2 separate regions of the Bactrocera dorsalis genome follow, and region 2 is linked to region 1. Evidence: chromatin contacts called from public Hi-C data. All regions are on one chromosome and are shown on one strand. Each heading gives the region's core, a stretch centred on a gene start, on an enhancer-like site or on the middle of the called end of the contact. The rest is flanking DNA. Distances are from core to core; before and after follow the strand shown.

Region 1 (4,360 bases), core at 533-3,032:
CGTCTTAGGTGGTCCATTCGGAAAGTCCAATTTTGGGCAACTTTTTCGAGCATTTCGGCCGGAATAGCCCGAATTTCTTCGGAAATGTTGTCTTCCAAAGCTGGAATAGTTGCTGGCTTATTTCTGTAGACTTTAGACTTGACGTAGCCCCACAAAAAATAGTCTAAAGGCGTTAAATCGCATGATCTTGGTGGCCAACTTACGGGTCCATTTCTTGAGATGAATTGTTGTCCGAAGTTTTCCCTCAAAATGGCCATAGAATCGCGAGCTGTGTGGCATGTAGCGCCATCTTGTTGAAACCACATGTCAACCAAGTTCAGTTCTTCCATTTTTGGCAACAAAAAGTTTGTTAGCATCGAACGATAGCGATCGCCATTCACCGTAACGTTGCGTCCAACAGCATCTTTGAAAAAATACGGTCCAATGATTCCACCAGCGTACAAACCACACCAAACAGTGCATTTTTCGGGATGCATGGGCAGTTCTTGAACGGCTTCTGGTTGCTCTTCACCCCAAATGCGGCAATTTTGCTTATTTACGTAGCCATTCAACCAGAAATGAGCCTCATCGCTGAACAAAACACGCGCGCGAAACACATTTCGAACCGAACACTGATTTTGGTAATAAAATTCAATGATTTGCAAGCGTTGCTCGTTAGTAAGTCTATTCATGATGAAATGTCAAAGCATACTGAGCATCTTTCTCTTTGACACCATGTCTGAAATCCCACGTGATCTGTCAAATACTAATGCATGAAAATCCTAACCTCAAAAAAATCACCCGTTAGTTTTGTTCATCTAACGGTTTTTTGTTTCATCTACAAACAATCGGGCGTAATCGGACCCCCGCCACGCCCACAAATCATCACTTATCAACTTATAAAATGCCATAACAAAGCACTAAAAAGAGATATAAAGCTGTTATTTGATATGGGAGATTGCAGTATCAAGGGGCATGTGTGAGCAAAAAATTAAAAAATTGGGTGTGACCCCGCCCTGTTAAGCTACTAAAAGCGCCATAAATCAATAACTTAATACCCCCAAGATAGTATCAGATGGATTTATAGGACCCGAGGTCAAAATTGAACTATGGATGTTGCTCACTTTTAGGTGAAATCACATATTTTGGGACTTGCTCAACCGATTGCAATCACATTCGGTATATAATATTAAGCTGACATACCTATGTTACAATACGAAAATGGACAAAGTCGGACTTCAACCACGCCTACTTCTCATACAATATAAACCGATTTTAAATTCCATTTTTCAGTTTAAAAATCAAGAAGTAATTAATATAACGGCATAAAACTTTGCACGAATAGTGCCTCTGAAGTATGCCACCATATGACCAAAATATTCTAGCCCCTAGATATCGAAAATTTGCACCCCATACCGTATGGCTGACTTTTTACAGAAAATATCAGTCAATATGTGCGATATATAAAAATTCGGAGAGAATCTTTTCCTGATAATAGTATATCTGAATGTCAAAAATTGGTTCAATTGGGTCACCAACAAAATTCCTTAGCCCCCATATAACTAATATAAAAAATTTTCGAACTTCCGGCTGACTTTATACCCCAGTATGTGAATTATATAATTAGGATAATTGTGAGCGTGGTTTCTCTCCTAACGGTGCACCTCTTTATCTAAAATCTAGTAAAAACTTTCCTCTAAACTAAAAAGAAATAATTTTTGCTTCAACTTGCATGTGTACCACCCGTTCAACAAATGTAAATAATGGCAGCGGCCTAGCCTCAGTGCACATATCGTATGAGCAGCATTGAACTTGATCGTTCAAAAGGTGTTGTGCGTTTTCCATATGCTCAATTTACTGCTTCACTTGCCTATTATTACTATTACAATTGTTGTTGGTATTGTTGTTACTGTTATTGCATTATCTATTAGTTTACACACAAACAAAATGACTTTGAGCTTTCGTTTAGACAATGTCGTTTCTACGGACGTCAAATGATCGTATAACGTCAATTGATTACTCGTTTGTCAGCGACAACAACAACTGCAGCACTGTTCAATAGAACAGTACATTATTTGTTTATTTGTCTTATCAATTCTGCCTGCCAGTAAATCAACGTACATTCATTTATATATGTGTATGTATATTAGTGTATTTTCTTCAATTAAGTCTCAATAAAGTTAGGGGCACGAAACAGGTTGTAAAAGAATTGATAATTTATTCGTTGGTTTGCTTGCAGTGTTCGCCTAGCTTTTAATTGGATTGTTTGTTTGCGAAATTTGCGAAAAATCTAGGCAAATATGTCGATATTTCTATATATATACATATATAAGTTTATATGGTATCTGTGTTTGTTGCACACGAGTGTGTTCTCTAATTTCGTTGGACTTGCCAAACTTCTCTTCAATTTGTGATGCTCATTTTGTTGTTTTATGATAATTAAACCTATCATAGAGTCCACCAAACATTAGGCACTCCCTCTCGCTGGACTTCTCATTTATGGTTGTAACAGTTTGATCACCCGTAGGTGCACTTTTTTCAATAGCTTTCTTTGACAGATCACGCATGAGTCGTGTCAAGCTGCCATGCTATTCTTGTTCAGTATTGTATGCTATATCATCATGGAAAAACTTACCCCTGAACAAAGTTTACAAATCGTTTAACTTTACTACGAAAATTCACGTTCTGTAAAGAAAGAGTTTCGCGCAGCTCCCTCAACTTATGGTCAACATAATCGACTTCCTGAGCGTACTATTTGACATACCATCACCCATCTTGAGACCCAGCATTCATTACTATATAATATTTGACCGAATAGACCATATCCAGCACGCAATGAAGAAAATATAGCAGCTGTAGCTGAGAGTGTACCCGACGACGGTGGAGAGTCGATTCGGCGCCGTTTGCGGCTACTTGAACGACTGGGCGCATTTTACACCGAGGTTTTAAATTGTACAAAATAGAACTTGTGCAAGAACTGAAGCCGCTCTATCTTCCCAAGCGATATCGCTTCGCTTTACGGGCTCTTGAAAAGTTCCAAGAATATCCGACGTTTTCGAGCTAAATGTTGTTCAGCAATAATTTTGCATTTTGTTTTGGCTCAATGGGTATGCAAAAAAGCAAAAATGTCGCATTTGTTTAGTGTGGTTTATGAGCTGGTGGAATCATTGATGAGAACGAACCGTCAATGGCGGTCGTGATAACCGACTATTTGATGCCTGAAATAGAGCCCCTTAGATTAGATTTAAGTTACTGTGTTTTTTTTTAAATAGATAATCTAGAAATGGATCACCCTTTAGTATTCGTTATGAACCGTTTGACACTGTGAAACGAATTCATGGTGATGTGGTTCACAATGTAATCAAAAGAAACGATGAGCATTTCATTGATTTTTCACCGACTTTGACGCGATATTTTTCGGTTTCGGCCTATTTTTTGAACAGCCTCAAGGTCATATTCATAAACCCATTTCTGCTGCCTTTGAACAATAAAATGTCAAGCGCGTTTTTACGTCCTTAAATCGACGTCGTTTTTGCAAAAGTTACGAATGAAAACATGTTAAATAGATCACATTACACATAGATGTTGAGATCCTCTGATATAACTTTCAAGCCAACACGACGATTTTCATTCACTGTTTGTTTAACTTATTCGATGTTATCGTCATTAACAGAGGTGGATGGACGATTCGCATGAAGCAAGATTTCGATAACTTTACGATCTTCGTGCCACTTAAATACTAAAATTCGTTAACTCCTCCACAAACTTCTGCAATATTTCTAACGATTTTGTAGGCGTTATTTTTTTATTGGAAAAAAATAAAATTTCAAGTAAACTCGTTAATTTTTTTCCTTAGTTATCGACTCGACTGCATCGACTCTCATCTTTTTGGTGTGACTACCATTAGTTAGGTATTCACTGGACTGGAATTATTGCACATATTTCTGCAAAGTCTCAATTTTAAAATTATATTTGACTTAAATAATAATTTTCTGCTACTAGAAGAACAATTCATTTTGCATTTCACCTCGGCAATACCAAAAGGAAGAAGTTTATTTTAAATGGAACAAAAAACCATTAAGATATTGGATGAATATGAAGTTAGATCCATCATGAACTCAATTGTAATGAAATAATTCTTTTTAGAGATGAAATCATTCACTTTCCTACAGTGATTATTAAGTTTTACAACATAATTTTCATATTGAAAGAGTGAAAGAGTGAACACCTTCAGGTTCTCATTTTTAAATGGCAGTTTAATGACATATTTAACGCCTTTCGGGTATTTTAATTTTTTAGTTGGGACATTGAGACCTTCCGGTAACTTAATCGCTCGAAAATGAACTCCAATAACTCCATTAACTAGCATCCTAAAATTATG
Region 2 (4,131 bases), core at 26-2,525, 100 kb before region 1:
TTCCAGAAAACGCGTTAAAAGTTTTCAACTGACTCCAACCTTACACCTCTTTTCAAGCGGAGCATATAAAAGGTATTCATATGAATTTTTCACTCAACATGAAGTATGATATAACGAACAATTCTGCAGCATTAACTCAAAAATCACGTTTTTTGATTTATGCCGGTCTTGCAGCAAATGAGCGATATAGTCCTTAATTAATGAACGACGCAAGGAATTTTACTGGAGACAACCAACTAATCTTAAGATTTTGAATAATATATTAAAATAATGAAAGTATAATAAAATGAATATTTTAAAAGTATAACATGATGGGTGGAGCCATGTGTAGGCAATACGTTCTATATGGTCGCCTTCAAATGCCAGCAGCGCAACGAATATTTCTTAAGAAAAGGATAACCAAATTAACCCAACACACACATACAAACACATATGTGAACAGCCAAATACAAGTCAAATGAAAAAAGAACAAATCAAAATGAGAGCTCTTTGTACGCAATTAACCAATAAGAAATGCCTTGACTTAGAACCAACAATGAAATTTCGGTGGCTACCTGAATGGCTTCAATCCTCAAAAGCCAAAAAAAACACACAAAACACAGGTATGTTATAACGAGCGTCGGCACAACGACAATGGCATAAACAGCTGTTTCTGAATGAAACTGAGACCGTGGCTGAGATCAAGACCGCGAACGAGGTCTGGTCTGGCACACAAACAAACGCACACACGCGACCAAAGAAATAGAGACACAAACACAGCGACAAAATTATGAGCGAACAAAGACGATATGCAGTAACAATAACAAGAGTAATAAATGCAATAAAAAAAGCATAATTCAATTGCGCGCAGAGCAGAGTCAACTGCTGCTGAAACGGCCCACGCGCACATATCAGAACGCTTGCAATAGCAGCGCCGAGTGTAACACACACACACACATGCACACACCTATGTGGAAGACTTCTACATAGAAAAGATTGATGCAGCAGAATCACGATCCGATACAGACACATTCCCATACAACGCTCTCATTCTAGCCAACTAACGTGGCCAGCGCCGGCCTAAGAGAGTGAAATCTAGTTAGCCGGCAAGAGAGTGAAAGAGATGGTGTAAAAATATGCAGCGAAGCTGGCGAACACCTAAGCCAGACTCGTGCGCTTGCAGTGATAAGAGTGCCGGCATCTCGCTCACCTGGAGCCGGCCGGTCGTACGTGCGTGAAGATCATGCAGCGCCAAGCGCGCGCTGCAGCAGCCGTCAACGTAACCCGACTCTTTTGTACACTCTGCACCACATACATGCGCAGTACGATGCCGATGGATGTGCAGATCGTACACCTTCGCACGTACACAGCTACATGAAATTTACCTTTTGGCTTTTGCTTTTGGTTGGCGCTCTCTCATTCACTCGCAATTCTCCGCATACGAGCGCAGTGCACGCTAGCCAACTCAGTTGGTATTGGTGAGCGCTGATTGTGCGACAGCTGCGACGTCAGCGCTGACGGCAGAAAATTGCACGAAACCTTTTTGGGAGCGCGGAGAATTTAAGCTTACGACTTGACGAAAATCACAACATAAGTTCGACACCGCTCGACGAGTCAAGATCACTTGAGTGTTTAAGTTATTTAGTAACGCATTTGTACTGTGTGATAAAGCGAAAGACGTGCGAAGAGTTGATACTTTATTTTTGAATTTATAAAAGAGATTTTCTTAAACATACAACTGAAAATAGAGCTGAAGAATTTTTGAAAAAAAAAAAAATTAAAACTCAAAAAGAACTAATAACAAACGTGAAAAGTGTCATAGTTGAAGCATCCTTGCAAAACTTCAACGAAAGAATCTTACAAAGACATTTGCTTTGAGATTCTGTAATCAAAAAAAAAGAACAATAAACTTTTAAAAATATTTATAAACAAAAGACTACAATCCAAAGAATTTAATGGATTTTAAGTGTCAGTGACTTCTTTAAACAAATCACAAACACGCACGCTCATACCAGCCAACACATACGACGGCAGCGCGACGTTCGCAAACACAAAAACTTACAAAACGCTGTTAAACATAGATAGCTAGAGCTCGACGAACGTGTGGCGCAGAAGTACTACGGCGGCATAGAACCGAACTAGCAGGTCCATAACGAGCCCCACAACCACATAAGCTACGAGCAGCGCCATTCATACACACACTCGCGTTATTTGTTGCTATTTCGGCGAACAAAAAAAATTGTTGCTGTCTTTTGTGATAATAAAACAAAAACTTAAAACACGAGGCCCGGCGACAAAGCGACAAACGCAAACAAAAAAATAACCAAACTCCCAAAATAAACAGAGAAGCTGAAAAAGAACTTAATAAAAGCAAGAAGCACAGCGCGCACGAAAAACCCGATACGGTCATCATATAAATATTTCAAATATAAATATTTCATTAAAATTATTTGGCACAATGGCTCAATACTTGGATCCCACTGGCCAATACTGAGCAGCAAGCAGCCAAAAGCAAGCTATAAGCAGCAGCAGACAAGCTTAAGCGCTTAGCGGCAAGACAAAAGGAGCAGCGTTAGAACGACGTCAGCAGACAAGTTCGCAGACACGATCGACAATCAGCTGTTTTGACTAACACGCGCGGACGAAGGCAGCAGATAAGCGGCGATAAGGTAGCTAAGTAAGCAAGCTAGCAAGCGAATTGTTCGTAGATAACTTTGTAGTTGTTGTAAATTTACATAATTATTTAAAATAGTTTATCACAATGGCAGGTTATCTAGATCCCACTGGTCAATATTGAGGCAAATTAGTTTGCACACAGCTGAAGAAGAAGAAAAAAATAAGAAAACTAAAAATTGTGCGAAAAAAACCTGAAAGAAGTTAAAAAGAGTTGAGAAAAGTTCTGAAAATTAAAGAAAAAAAATTTTAAACTTTTGAAAAACGCTTTGAAAATTAAAGTAAAGTCAAAAAATTAAAATTTCAACATATTTTCAAAAAATTCAATTTTCAACATTAAAATTTTTGTTTTTGAAAATTTTCGAAAAAAAAATTTTGAAATATTTTAAAAAATTTTTAATACCGTAAAAAGTTGCTATAAACTTTAATTAACTTCCTTTTAAATAATTCTCACTGAAATTTTGACAAACATGGATATCACTTTGGATCCCACCGGCACCTACTAATTTCGCCGTTAAGTCGATTTTTTGCGCAAACCTTTCCACAACCTGCAAACAAGCGCACTTTTTGTTGCATTTAAACTTTTGCCAAACGCCAAGTGAAAATTCAATTAGCCAAAATGCTCATACTCGATCCAACTGGCACCTATTTGCGACCGCCCACCAGCGCTGGTAGCCCGGCTTCGCCCACCATATCCTCTGCATCGAACACATCCGCCTCCGCCACACGACGCTACGGCCAACAACAGGCGAGCGCCTACCTCGATCCCACGGGCCAGTACTAAGCGGCCGTCGTGGTCGTGTGTGGACGAGGCACCGATTGGGCGACTTAAGCGTTGTGTAGCGCCGCCTTGAGCCACTCAAGTTAGCAGAGTTTTCACCATTGTTGCCTTAACTTACATGCAAAAGCTGTAAACAACAACAAGAATAGTAAAATTGCTAGCAGCAAGCATATATTTTGTCTGATTGCGTTTTTGTCAGCGATGTGAAAGCGTGTGGCAGCTAAGCGCGCGCTCGACACACACACACATATATATATAACGGCACAAACGTATCCGCCAGCACATATACACACACATACACACGCGTTTGCAGTGCAACACACAGGCCACGTACGCCAACTGCGATGTACTGCAACTTGACTGAGGCCACAGCAGCCAGCTTCAATGCCACCTCCGCCACCGCCAACGCCGCCAGCAACAGCGCCAACGCCATTCCCGCATCTGCGGTTAAAAAGCGCGTCGCCGAGGTCGCATTGGGCGGTGTGGCCGCGGCGGCGGATGGCGCTCTGTGGCTGCGTGTGCCCGGCCGCGAGGAGACTTCCAGCTGCCGGCGCAGAAGAAAGTTGGCCGCCACATGAGAGGTCGCCAAATTCTACATATATAAAATTTTTTCTATGAATTGGAAGAACTGAAAAATGATTTAGTACATATGTATATGTATATACTATATATATATGTGTATGACTTAGCCTGTAATT

The links. A called contact is a pair of places that touch in the nucleus more often than the background predicts.
Region 2: a contact with region 1 is called in a Hi-C map of whole body, with 6 times the contacts expected there. The contact joins two enhancer-like sites. A contact is called at or near these places in 2 of 2 Hi-C or Micro-C datasets (both in whole body).

Annotation. Positions count from the first base shown.
Region 1 is chr2:36,169,338-36,173,697 of ASM2337382v1, reverse strand. No RefSeq gene overlaps it. Among protein-coding and RNA genes, the nearest start is that of LOC105226339, 19 kb to the right of the region's middle. Within about 2 kb of position 1,782, the one cell type or tissue checked has open chromatin away from gene starts, as enhancers often do.
Region 2 is chr2:36,273,840-36,277,970 of ASM2337382v1, reverse strand. No RefSeq gene overlaps it. Among protein-coding and RNA genes, the nearest start is that of Trnaf-gaa, 91 kb to the left of the region's middle. Within about 2 kb of position 1,275, the one cell type or tissue checked has open chromatin away from gene starts, as enhancers often do.